3 separate regions of the Mus musculus genome follow, and regions 1 and 3 are each linked to region 2. Evidence: chromatin contacts called from public HiChIP or PLAC-seq data. All regions are on one chromosome and are shown on one strand. The core of a region is the stretch at or near the end of the contact, and the rest is flanking DNA. Distances in the headings are between cores, read along the strand shown.

Region 1 (4,763 bases), core at 231-2,730, 230 kb after region 2:
TTCATAATGTTGTTCTACCTATAGGGTTGCAGATCCCTTTAGCTCCTTGGGTACTTTCTCTAGCTCCTCCATTGGAGGCCCTGTGATCCATCCAATAGCTGACTGTGAGCATCAACTTATGTGTTTGCTAGGCCCTGGCCTAGTCTCACAAGAGACAGCAATATTTGGGTGCTTTCAGCAAAATCTTGCTAGTATATGCAATGGTGTCAGCATTTGGAACCTGATTATTGGATGGAACCCTGGATATGGCAGGCTCTAGATGGTCCATCCTTTTGACACAGCTCCAAACTTTGTCTCTGTAACTCCTTCCATGGGTGTTTGTTCCCAATTCTAAGAAGGGGCAAAGTGTCCACACTTTGGTGTTCGTTCTTCTTGAGTTTCAGGCATTTAGCAAATTGTATATTATATCTTGGGTATCCTAAGTTTCTGGGCTAATATCCACTTATCATTGAGTACAAATTGTGTGAGTTCCTTTGTGATTGGGTTACCTTACTCAGGATTGTACCCTCCGGGTCCATCCATTTGCCTAGGAATTTCATAAATTCATTCTTTTTAATAACTGAGTAGTAGTCCATTGTGTAATTGTACCACATTTTCTGTATCCATTCCTCTGTTGAGGGACATATGGGTTCTTTCCAGCTTCTGGCTATTATAAATAAGGCTGCTATGAACATAGTGGAGCATGTGTCCTTCTTACCAGTTGGAACATCTTCTGGATATATGCCCACGAGAGGTATTGCAGGATCCTTCAGTAGCATTATATCCAGTTTTCTGAGGAACTGCCAGACTGATTTCCAGAGTGGTTGTACAAGCTTGAAATCCCACCAACAATGAAGGAGTGTTCCTCTTTCTCCACATCCTTGCCACCATCTGCTGTCACCTGAATTTTTTATCTTAGCCATTCTGACTGGTGTCAGGTGGATCTTTTATCTCATTGGGTTAACAGCAGGATCAGCATAGTGATGTTAAATTCCTCTTGACAATCCAATTTGGAAATCACGAATCATTTTCTACTTAAGAGAGTAGCTATAAAAGGTTTATTTCTGTCATTGTATTACTTCCTTCTAAGCTAAAGAAGTTGGTGTCTGGGCCAAATCAAGAAAACATCATTTATGACATTTTATTGAATAGGAAAAAAAAACTGCTTTGAATTCCAAATGACATCCTCATAATGACTGAACCACAAAACATTTGAGGTACAGAACATTACACGTAAGACATGTTACTTGACTTCAGGATACAGGGAAACTGAAAAGGGAAACAAAGCTATGGTCAGACCCCTTAACTGACCAGGTATGAAGCAGAGCTCTGCAGGTGTATCCTGCAGGCATTTGTAGGTTAGTGTGAGTGTGACTGCAGGATCACCAGTTTTCCAAAATTTACCAATCCATTTCTGGCAACTGCTGTGAAGCTCTCTGTAGGTACTAGAAGCAAAAGTAGCACCACTCAGAAGCCCTTTTCACAGGTGCACACCAGAGGGGAAACAAGGAACCCCTCAAGGGTTGAACAGGAAGGACATCTGGCTGACAGATGAAGTGATATGACTGTGAAGTTCAAATGACAGTTGTGATCTTACTGCCAAAACACTTAGTATCCTGGCCTAAGGATCAATGTTTATGAGCAAGGTCAAGAAGTATAAAGCTTTCTAAACTCAGTTTGGGAAGCTCTTGTGCTTTGGTGTACAGAGTAGTACTTTTCTAAGTGTTGAAGTAGTGCACAGGTATTTATAAGAAGCTGACACTAAAAACATTCTTCCATACATTGGTAAAGAAGCAAACCCAACCCAATATCCTTTAAGACTGTTGCTTAGAGACTACATGAGATTCTAGGCCCTTTAGTTGTAAAATCCAGTCTCATGGTTACAAGAAAATCATAAAATAGATTCTATGTAGTCACACCTTAAGCTTCACTATGAAGCAGGAATTGGAATGATTGTGGAAATTCATATTGTCTAGAGAAACTTTTTCAAGTTCTTTTGTGTTTAAATATACCTAATCTTACTTTTCTTAGATGTCTCCAAGTCAGAGCCAGGTTGAGGAAGTCAATCTGAACCACGTTCTCATTCTCATCTCTATGCATGGGTTGCTCTGACACCTCCAGGGACCCCTCAAGCAATAATAGGTCTTCCTAGAAGATATGCACTTACAGATTAATTACTGAAAATACAGAAACACGGAGACACATACATATACAAACACATAGATACACACATACAGAAATTCACAGACACACACAGAAACATACACACACCACTCAAACACATGGTTTAAAGCCCAAACATCTTACTCATCTTTCACTACACCTTAGCATTACACATTTTACATATTCGCCTTAAATCATTTATTAAGTCTTGGCCTCAGATTATACTTTAAACAACTTAAAAAGAGACAGGAAACATATAGTCTGGGAACTTAGGCTTATGTGCGATTTATACAAAAATGATGTTATCAGAATTCTTTAATTTATAATTTTCATTAATTCATTTATTTATTCACTTTACAACCTGGTCACTGCTCCCCCATCCCATCCCACTATGCTTTCATACAGTCAGTCACACAAGTATTCCATCCTTCTCCTCTGAGAGAGTGGAATAGACCTGTGTATTCTCCCACCCACTTGGCATGTCAAGTCTCTGCATCATTAGCCACATGCATCCCCAGAGGCCAGACAAGGCAGTCTAGCCAGTTAAACATATTCCACAGACAGGCATCAGCTTTGGGATATATCCTGCTCCAGTTGTTGGAGGATTCATATCAAGACCTAATACAGAACTGCACATCTGTTTCATATGTGCAGGGTGCTAAGGGCTAGGTCCAGGCCCTGTACGCTCTTTGGTTGGTGACTCAGTCTCTGATAACTTCCAAGGCTCCAGGCTAGTTGACCCTACTGGGCTGCTTACAGAGTTCATGTCTCCTTCAGGGAAATTAAGTCTTCCCACAACTTTTCCGTAAGAGTCCCAGAACTCCATCCAATATTTGGCTGTGAGTTTCTTCCTCTGTTTTAGTTAACAACTGTTAAGTGGAGCTTCACAGAAGATAGGCTAGACTCTGGTTTGCAAGCATAATAGAGTATCATTAATAGTGTCAGAGTTTGGTACTTGAACATCAGATGGGTCTCAACCTGGACTGGTTATTGGCTAGCCATTCCCTCACTCTCTGCTCCATCCTTGTCTCTGTTGTTTGTAGACAGGACACATTTTGGGTCTTATTTTTTTTCTAATTTTGAATTGAAAAATAGACATTTTCATGCAATATATTCTGATTCCTGATTCCCCTTCCCAACTCTTCCATGATTTTCCCCCTAGAATCCCTCTCTTTACCCAATTAGAAGATAAACCGCCCCTAAAAGTAATTTTAAAAAGAAAAAGAAAAAATGAATAAGACAAAGGAAAAGTAAACAAACTGGAACAGGACAAAACAAACAAACAGAAGAAAAAGCACCAAAAATGGAGCACAAGAAACAGGCAGATTCAGAGACACATCACTTTACAAATATTCTGTAGCACAAGGATGTGATACAAGTGTGCGGTCAACTCTGATAGTTGATGCTGTAGCAATATAGATCCATGTTCGCTAAAGTCTAGTGACTTTAAGGCTGACAACTGGGACTGCGACAAATTTTTTTGTGACTAGGTGTTATCATATAACATCAGAGCCTAACTCTCTAGGCATATACATATGTTGAATTCATAAATGAGGTCTGTAAATGCTGATTTAACAGTATTTACAACTTTTTAGAATTATACTCATGTGACTATGCTTTCTGTTATAAATATCTGCAACATTACAAGAAACTGGATCTTCTGCTGGATAACACAGCCAGAGTTCATGACAAACCAGGAAATCACTTAATACAAGAGTGTGAAATGAGTTTTTGCTTGACTAGAGATTGGTTGGATTTTACAGGTAAAATTTATATTATATTGTATTCCTACCAGTTCCAACAAAAGGTCTGGTTCATCTCAGAATTCAGAAATATATTTATCATGCATAATTCACAGTTTCTCCTTTTGATGTTTTATTTAAAAAGAAACACATCAACGCAGATAGTCATTGGTGAACAGACTTACAAGGTATAGGAGAACTTAGGAGCATCCTAAATCAACACCATGTAATTCATAGATGTCCTCTTGAAAAGTTGACAAAAGCTCTATAGGTCAGTAAGGAAGAGACACAAAAATGGACACTCAGAATGATTACTTATGAGCAATTCTTCAGAATAATCTTCTCTGGGTCCTCTCAGTTACAGGGCAGCTTGCTCCTCCTCTGTGGTTTCTGACACACTCAGGATGTGGTTGTAGCACTGTGCCTTCCACAGTAATAGACAGCAGGGTCCTCAGATGTCAGGCTGTTCAACACCATGTACACTGTGCTGGAGGACCGGTCTACAGAGAATGTGGCCTTGCCCATGAACTTTTGATTGTAGTTAGTTTCACCACTTACTGGATAAATCCTTCCAATCCACTCAAGGCCCTGTCCAGGCCTCTTTTTTACCCAATTCATAATATGGTCAGTAAATGTGTAGCCAGAAGCCTTGCAGGACAGTGTCACTGATGCCCCAGGACTCGCCAGCTCAGCTCCTGACTGTTGCAGCTGGATCTGGGAGTAGGCACCTATGGAGGAAATGACAGAGAGGATTCCATTATCACCTGAGTGTGTGGCCCATCCTCAGGTCTGGAACTTGGGGCCCCTTACATGTAATTGCTGCCACCAGAAAGAGGGTGATCTGGCTCCATCCCATAATGAAGTTCTGTATACTCAGTG
Region 2 (4,423 bases), core at 5-2,504:
CTGGCCAGTACACCCCAGAGACTCTCGTCTCTGCCTCCCTGATGCTGAGAATACAGGTACTGTGCGTGTCCAGCTTTTTGTGAGGCTTTGGAGACTCAGCTCTGGTTCTCATGCTTGCAAAGCAAGCACTTTGGGTTTTTTGTTTGTTTGTTTGTTTGTTTGTTTGTTTTTTGAGACAGGGTTTCTCTGTGCAGCCCTGGCTGTCCTGGAACTCACTCTGTAGACCAGGCTGGCCTGGAACTCAGAAATCCGGCTGCCTCTGCCTCCCGAGTGCTGGGATTAAAGGCGTGTGCCACCACGCCCGGCTCAAAGCAAGCACTTTCTGACTAAATTATCTTCCCATCCCCTCGCTGATTTGTTACATGTCTTACAGCCTGTTTAGTTACTTCATACCTAGTCTTACATAGAGAGTCTACTTACTAGCCATTATTTATAGCAACAAGAAACCTTAAAACACTTAACAATTGTTACACAGTAAGTCTTCACAGTGGTTCTCAACCTAGGGCCACCCCCTTGGCAGCCCTCTGTTTCCTCAAATATTTACATTATGGTTTATAACAGAAGCAAAATTAGTTATGAAGTAGCAACACAATCTTATGGTTGGAGGTCATCACAACATGAACCAGTGCCAGTCACCCAGGCCAACACCCAGCCGCACCAGCCCAGCCCAAACCGTTGCCACTGGTCAAGTCCAGCCCAGAGCACGGACACTTGAGTCACTGGTGGTCAGCCGGGTGACCTTGGCTCCTGCGTGGGCCAGTGTTCCCGGGGCTTTGCAGCAGCACCGCCAGCCCTGCTCTGTGAACGCGGGCTCGTGCGCGCTCACTGCCCCGCCAGCCCACAGTGCCGGTCCGTGGGCTGTGTTCTCTTAGGGTGCGCTCGGGCCAGTCCTGCCTCCCCTAGTTTTCGCTTTCGCTTTTGCTTTTAATAGTTTCTCCGAAGAGAAACAAAGCGGCGGCCACGATGGTCGACTGCCACAACGGGTGATGGTGTCGGAGGTGAGGGGAGAGGAGAACGGCCGCCTGGACCCCGGGCCCACAAGAGAGGTAAGCGCAGCCCCGGCCGCTCGCGGGCTCCTCCTTGCGGTGCTGGTGCCAAGCTCTGGATCCACGCGGGTTACAGGGACGCCTGGCGTGGGGCCAGGAGAGCCTTAAGCGTGGCAGGGCTGGGGTCCGAGTGGCTCAGAACCACAAGACCAGGCAGGAGGATCTGGGAAGCCTGGAACTAGCGCGCTGAGGATATTGCAGTCCTGGGTCCAGTGATGGGTTGGCCACCTGAGTGAGCTTCTTTTTTAGCGTGTGCACACATCTTCCTCTGTCCCTCTCCTCCTCTCCTTTCTTCTGTCTGTCCCTCTCCCACACTCTCATCCCCCATTTCCTCTTCTCTCCCCATTTCTGTAAAAATCCTTCTGATCCCATGTTGCCTTTTGCAGCCCCCCTCCATATGCACTCTTTCATGGGAGTATGCATCTAATCTCTCTGAGATCTCAGCTCTCTCTTGTTCAGTTAGACTCATAGGGCCTTGACATTCAAGGGTGAAATGTGCATACTGGGTTGGTCTGAGGCCAGAGTGGTTATCTGTATTCACAGTAAATAAGTGTATCAAATTTTACTCTTCATACAAGTTGTTTCAGTTTTTATTGACCTTATAAGAGGCACCAGTTGGCTGTTAATGCTAATATTCCTGCTGGAAAATAGCAGTGAATCAAGTATTTGTCTAGTAGTGTAAAGTACAGAGATACCTGTTCCACTTGAAGACATCACCCACCATCAACCCCTAACTCTCCCTACAATACTGGCTGATCTTTACACAGTACAGTACTCTGAACTTTTCATGTTTTTGAGCTATGACATAGTAATACACTTTACAGTGCACCATTTTAGCCAGAGTGTCAATAATATCCACTGAGTACACGATAATCACACATTATCTGTGAGTAGAGATTTAATCATATCAACAGTATTAGGATAATGTAAACAAGGAGCACAGTGTAGAGCATGAGAGTAGTCAGAGATGTCACCCTTTCTTAATCTGTTCATTCCATGCTATAAGGATTCCATACTGGCCAAGAAAACGTCTTAACTAGCTCCAGTTCAACTTTTTTTTTTATGTATTCTGGTAGACATATTTACATATCCTAAACAAGTCTTGTAGATCCATTGAGCATAGGGTCACAGAATGGGGAAGCAAATCTTTGACTGATTGGATTCTCAGGGTGGTGTAGAGAGTTACTACTATAGTTACCACTCCTTTATTCCTATCATATTAATTTTGGATAATATGATTATTATGTGTAGCATTCTGGTTCAGAGCATAGGCAATCTGTCACAAGCTTTGGTACAGCTAAGTTACTGTCATTTAGGCAGCACCATAGCCATGTTTTTAAATAATGAACCACCTGTGTCTCTACACTAGCATATGTTTCTGAACTCTTAAGTTCATAAAACAGCCCATAATTTTAGAAGAAATATTTTTACATTCATTTCCATTCATATGGGATCTGTATTTTGATATCATTCAAAGGATAGAAGTAGTTTCTTTTCTCCCTTTCTTTCTTTCTTTCTCTTTCTTTCTTTCTTTCTTTCTTTCTTTCTTTCTTTCTTTCTTTCTTTCTTTCTTTCTTTCTTCCTTTCTTTCTTCCTTCCTTCCTTCCTTCCTTCCTTCCTTCCTTCCTTCCTTCCTTCCTTCCTTCCTTTCTCTTTCTTTCTTTCTTTCTTTCTTTCTTTCTTTCTTTCTTTCTTTCTTTCTTTCTTTCTTTCTTTCTTTCTTTCTTTCTTTCTTTTCTGAGACAGGGTTTCTCTGTGTAGCCTTGGCTGTCCTGGAACTCACTTTGTAGACCAGGCTGGCCTTGAACTCAGAAATCTGCTTGCCTCTACCTCCCAAGTGCTGGGATTAAAGGCATGTGCCACCACGCCCGGGTAGAAGTAGTTTCTTATTTTTAAAAAAAGATATGTGTGACTCAGGGTCCTTGAGACAGATAGCCATCAAGGAAGAATCTTTGTGCTGTAAGATTCAGTTATATTTTGAGAGTAATAATATGGAACTACAGGAAATTTTTCAATCAGACCTAGACAGAGTTTCCAAGAGTTTCTGAAACATATGCTAATATTATCAAAACCCTGGTTATGAATGTGACCTCATGGCAGAATCAACAAAGGTAGGCAAATACTAAGTCTACTATGCCCATGTTACAATTTGACTTGTCAGTCTTATATATAAACTGAGAATATTCCTAAGAGGATGATTGCATAGATAGTATGCAACAGAAATGACCTGGTGCAATGGGAATGAGCCCATCACTATCAGTGAGAAAACACAAGTCTTTCCTCAAATAGATGAAGTATTAGTTTATTCTGGCTATCTGCTGAGTCTCAGAAAGGTACTCTGAATATATGTTAACTGTTGTATATAGCTTTGGGTTCTTGTGGGACTCCTGACAGTTGGAGGTGTTTCTGACTATTTAGCCTGTTCTTGGAACTCTTTTCCTACTACTGGGTTTCCTTATCTAGCCTTTATATGAGGATTTATACCTACTTTTATTGGAATTTATTAAGCTATATTTGGTTGATATACCTGAGAGACCTGTTTTTATCTGTAGGGAAATGGAGGAACAGTGATTTTTGGAGCAAAGTTGTAATGGGGAATTTTGGGAGGAGTGAAGGGAGAGGAAAATACAGTTGCTGTTGAGATTTAAAGAATGAGACAAAAATTAAAATGCAGTTTATAATTTTATGAAGTAGTTTATTCTGAAGCCAAATGTTAGGTTGTAAATAAAGATTTAATTTTCCATAAATTACACAATTAAACATGATATGCATTTAGATAAATATTTTACAGTCACTGATGAAACAGCATTACAAATTAAAAAAAAGTTTTCAAATACATTGGTGGAAACAAGGAAATTTATTAAATCAGAGTAGGAATAGCTCAGCTACAAGCTTTAGATGCTGTATGAAGGTATTTAGCCTCTTTGGAAACTAGGGTTCTGCTAAATGAATACGTTTTAAAGACAGTTGTATCAGTTAGAAATGGAATGCTAGATTAAACAAAAGTTTTGCAAGGAATGTCTTATAATAAGGTAAAATTTAACCTGAGAGGTCAACCTAATGAGGCTCTGGATCTGAAACACTTTCATGTATCCATGATAACTGAAGTTCTTTCCAGTGAATCAGTTTTGCAGAATCCAGTCAAGGGTGAAGCTTCTTCCTGGGACCTTTACTCACTTCCCAACACTTCCTCTAAGGTCCAACAGAGGCCACAGCTGCAGCCAAACCTCAGTTCAGGGTAAGTGTTTCAAACCTGGACTCTGAATTGGAGGTTTAGAAAGTGTACATTCTGACTGATGATGTAGATAGTAGAGTAAAAGATGAATAACTTCAAATATAACAGTGTCAGATCTCAGCCTCATGCGCATGGTCCTTTC
Region 3 (4,643 bases), core at 586-3,085, 210 kb after region 2:
AATCAGCTTCCAAATGCTGACATCATTGCATACACTAGCAAGATTTCGCTGAAAGGACCCAGATATAGCTCTCTCTTGTGAGACTATGCCGGGGCCTAGCAAACACAGAAGAGGATGATCACAGTCAGCTATTGGATGGGTCACACGGCCCCTAATGGAGGAGCTAGAGAAATTACCCAAGGAGCTAAAGGGAACTGCAAACCTATAGGTGGAACAACAATATGAACTAACCAGTACCCGTGAGCTCTTGTCTTTAGCTGCATATGTATCAAAAGATGGCCTAGTCGGTCATCACTGCAAAGAAAGGCCCATTGGACTTGCAAAATTTATATGCCCCAGTACAGGGCAACGCCAGGGCCAAAAAGGGGCAGTGGGTGGGTAGGGGATTGGGGGGGGTGGGTATGGGGGACCTTTGGGATAGCATTGAAAATGTAAACGAGGAAAATACCTAATTAAAAAAAAAACAAAAAACAAAAATTACAATTTTATTTTTATAATAATATGTCAAAAAATAATGAACAGTCCTCAGATGCCTAGTATACAGCTGGGAATGTTTTTGTCTAGGGAGTATTTTATGTTCAGGTTATAATCTGGATTAATGGGCCTGCATATATATATATATATCAAAAATAATAAATTTAAAGAAAGCATAGGAAAAATTTGTGATATTTAAATAAGACTCGTAATTTAGTTTTAGTATTATCTCATTGATCTAGATTTTTTCATGTTGAAGTTTATCTGAGACATATGATTGTGGAAAACTGAGTAGAGAGCACATATAAAAGCTTTTTGTTTTACTTTATCTGGCAAGTGACTTGCACAAGTAAACATTGCATCCCCTAGAATTTATGAGTTATTAACTGTACATATCAGTGCCATGCACAGGAAAATTTTGTACAGGTTAATGGTCAGAGAGGTCCTACACTTATCCAAGCCAGTATGAGGCAGTTGCACTGTTGTTATTCCCCACATAACTACATGGTCAGGACTCATTTCTTTAAAAGATATTATTTTTTAAATTTAATTTTATTTGTACTTCATTTTTTACATTCTATATTCCATTCTGTGCCCCTCCCCATCCACCCTCTGACTTCTCTATATCCCACTCTGGTTCATTTTTGTAGGGTTCCCCCAACCTCCTATTTCCTGAGATTGCCTGTTTACATTCTTTCTGCAGGTCCTCAGGGCTTCAGTCCTTTTCCCTCACCCAATACCAAATCAGGTTTCCCTTACCCCTTAATGTTCCCCCACTCAGTTCATATTCCTTCACAAGTTCCTCCCTCACTCCCCACTTGTGATTGCTCTCTTCTCTCTCCCAAGTGGAACTGAAGTGGGAATGAGGTGTCCTCAACTTGTTAAGCCTTTTGAATTATGTGGACTATATCTTTTGCATTCCATATGTGTTTTGTTTCGTTTGGTTAATATCCACTTATTAGTGAGTACATGCCATGAATGTCCTTTGGGGTCTGAGTTACCTCACTCAGGATGATATTTTCTAGTTCTAATCAGGATGACCTCTTAATAGCTGAATAGTATTGCATTGTGTAAATGAACCACATTTTCTGTATCCATTCTTCTGTAGTGGGACATCTTGGTTGTTTCCAGCTTCTGTCCATACCACCCTGAACTTTCCCGATCTCATCTTTTAAAGACTTTAAAATTTAGCTGATTATAAGAGCCAGAATGTGTAGGAAACAGTATCTTCTAGTCAAAATGGACTGATGCAAATATAAACTCACAGGGAATAAGCGTGCATCTGTGAAGTGTTTCACAAAGAATCTGTATGATGTTTGATCATGGAGACATCACATGTCAATCACAGCAGGGGCAGATCAGTTATTACACTTAAAAAAGAAAACCACAGAGGAAACAGTTCCCTCCACAGCCACCTTATCTCTCTATGAGGATTGTTGGTCTCATTGTGCCCCCTGCTGGTCATGAGCTCCCATGTGGGTAGTTTTTTTCAGGGTTTACAACTGAAGTTGCAGGTGGGGTGGGTGTGGAGCACCTTCATAGAGGCAAAACGGAGGGTTGACAGGGCAGATATGGGATGGAGGGGTTGTGGAGGGGTAACCAGGAAGTGGGATATCATTTGAGGTATATACAAATGGAATGATTAATGAAAAGTAATAATAAAGTTTCAATTTGGGATATATATATATATCCCAAATATATATATATATATATATATATATATATATATATATATATATATATATATATATGTATGTATGTCCCTGTAATTTCAATGTTCACAGAGCTCAGCTAAAGGGAGAAATGGCTCTTGTTTACCTGGGGATAATGCATCAGAAATTGATTTTAAGTTTTGCAAATATTACTATAATATCCTTCTCAAAGCCAGGTTCCTCCTTGTGGCAATTGGATCCTGCTCTAACAGTTCCCATCCAATAAAAGGTAATGATAGGAGATAACAGGCTCTTTCCTATCTTTATCAGGCTACACCTGGGGAAGAGTCCCTGTGTTCAGAAGGACCATAATAAGTCAAGTTCAGATGAAGGCACCCATGTATTCATGAATTAGTTCCTGGGACACTTGGATATAGGAGTCAATGTGAAAGCTTGTTTCTAATTCCCTTTCCAGTGATTGTCATTATGTTTACCTGTCTTTTAATGAGGGAAAAGGTGAGTTCTTGCTCTTTCAACAACTATGAGCTAGGACATTCTCACCTGAGAAAGTTTAGCTAATTCACTTCTGCTCATGGTTAATTACTTACTGTAAATTGTTTAAATGCCACAGTAAATAGACTTACAGAACAATGGTACAGAGGAGTGAGACTCTTAATATCACAAACTAAAATGTTGCTTCAGCTCAGGACCTGGCTGACATTGAGAATCTCAAACAATTTGAACTTAGTGCTGAAGTAGGCTTGTGTTAACAAGAATTGATAATTAGTGAAAACCCTGCTCAGAGAAAATGAAAAGGTCCAGCCAGATGAAAGGCCTGAATTTTAGAGATCTTCAATGAGAACCACAGCAGAATTGCAGGGAGTGAGAATGAGTCACCAACCAAATAACATACATCAGCTGGAAAAGTGGCCCCAGCACATAGAGTGCAGATGTACAGTTCATTCTTCACGTGGGTACTGCAGCCACTGGAACAGGAGTGGTTCCTAAAGCTCATACCTGTTCTGGAATCTGTTCCTCTAACTTGGTTGCTTTGTGTGGCCTCAGTGTGATAGGATGCCCCTAGCTCTCCAGGGACATGTTATGGCAAGGTTGGGGAGTACCCACTAGGACCCCACCCTCTTAGAGTAGTAGGAATTGACCATTAAAGTCACCCAAAGAGTTTAATCTAACCAAACAAAAACATCTCTTACAAAGTTAAGTTGTAAGTTACTGAATGTGAACATTACAATGGTTTGAAATGGCTGCTGTAAGGATTTGAGGACTTAAGACAAAGTAGAATGAGATCCCTGAACGACGTGGTTTAGGCACCAAACATCCTTTAAAAAGATATAACCAAGCACTAGGCATATTTTATAAACATATGACTAAACACAGAAAGAGCCACAGTTCTGAATAACTTAAAAGGAACCTTGAATATATTAGAGGTAGCAAGGGCTACTAAGCTCAAATAAAGAGGAAACCCTAGAGGCTAGCAGAAAATTTGTGCCCCTACTGTTCTGTCATATAGAAGGACAAACAGAAGTAAGTACCAGCCTGAATAGTATACAGCTATCAACTGAAGCTGTGTCAGTGTGTTCTGAGCACAGCAGTATGTGGCAGTATCTGCAGTGACCATGCTGGAGATTTGAGGACTAATTAGTTGTTGCAGGTGTCCTTGGATACTGTGAGCCAGCTCTTCAGAGATGGGCTGTAGTTCTTTTTTACTCATATTTAAAATATTTCATTTTATTTTATGATATAATGTACTGCCTTTTCAAAGCTTACTCTGTGTCTCAGATGAATTCAACTGTAGATGTATCTCCCTAGATAAAGCAATGGAAAAAAATATATATATATATATATATTTAATTTCAACAATTCAGTAAATAATTTTGTTATCACATAAAGCTGAGTTACACTAAGTCAAGCCACTAATTCAAAATGATGTAAAGTTAAGCTTAGTTTAGAGAGCTGTTTTGTCTTGATTTCTCACAGGCTGCAATAAATACAGTGACCATTAAGTAGTCACATTTCATACTAATAAAAGTGGGAAACTAAAACATCAAATGTTTTAAAGAGCTCTTTAAACTAGAATTTGTAATTTGAAGAGAAAGAGGCAGCCTGAATTTTTAAATCAACTTTGAATATCAATTAATAGTTGCCTTACAGATGGGAAAACAAAGGTAACAGTGGGTTGAGCTTATCACTATATGCTTGCTTTTCTCCTCCTAATATCCTCTGTTGAGAAATTTAGTACTTTGAAAATGTTGCCTTCCACCTTTATGTGATCATTAGATTAGAATATAAATAAGGAAGCCTGCACCACACTGTAAAATGTTATCTAATAAAAATTTGGAGCACAAAATTTTAAGCAATAATCAATGTCACTACCAAACTCACATAATTTCCTTTTCCTTTGTTGATATCTAAATGTTTTCTGATAAATAACTGAGTTGAACTAGTCCAAATCTCTCTCTCTCTCTCTCTCTCTCTCTCTCTCTCTCTCTCTCCTCTCTC

What was found. HiChIP or PLAC-seq counts read pairs in DNA pulled down with a chosen protein or histone mark.
Region 1: a CTCF HiChIP or PLAC-seq map of large pre-B cells shows a contact between it and region 2, with 2.7 times the contacts expected there. The contact joins two enhancer-like sites. A contact is called at or near these places in 2 of 15 datasets of contacts at CTCF or cohesin (large pre-B cells and pro-B cells) and 1 of 115 datasets of contacts at active chromatin or transcription factors (large pre-B cells).
Region 3: a RAD21 HiChIP or PLAC-seq map of pro-B cells shows a contact between it and region 2, with 5 times the contacts expected there. The contact joins two enhancer-like sites. A contact is called at or near these places in 2 of 15 datasets of contacts at CTCF or cohesin (large pre-B cells and pro-B cells) and 1 of 484 Hi-C or Micro-C datasets (pre-B cells).

What each region holds. Positions count from the first base shown.
Region 1 is chr12:114,607,936-114,612,698 of GRCm38.p6, forward strand. It overlaps Igh and Ighv1-11. Among named protein-coding and RNA genes, the nearest start is that of Mir7094-2, 97 kb to the left of the region's middle. Within about 2 kb of position 1,481, at least 35 of the 459 cell types and tissues checked have an H3K27ac peak or open chromatin away from gene starts, as enhancers often do. A contact at or near this core is called in pro-B cells, where this site is marked.
Region 2 is chr12:114,378,082-114,382,504 of GRCm38.p6, forward strand. It overlaps Igh. Among named protein-coding and RNA genes, the nearest start is that of Mir7094-1, 89 kb to the right of the region's middle. Within about 2 kb of position 1,255, at least 99 of the 459 cell types and tissues checked have an H3K27ac peak or open chromatin away from gene starts, as enhancers often do. A contact at or near this core is called in pro-B cells, where this site is marked.
Region 3 is chr12:114,585,511-114,590,153 of GRCm38.p6, forward strand. It overlaps Igh. Among named protein-coding and RNA genes, the nearest start is that of Mir7094-2, 74 kb to the left of the region's middle. Within about 2 kb of position 1,836, at least 10 of the 459 cell types and tissues checked have an H3K27ac peak or open chromatin away from gene starts, as enhancers often do. A contact at or near this core is called in pro-B cells, where this site is marked.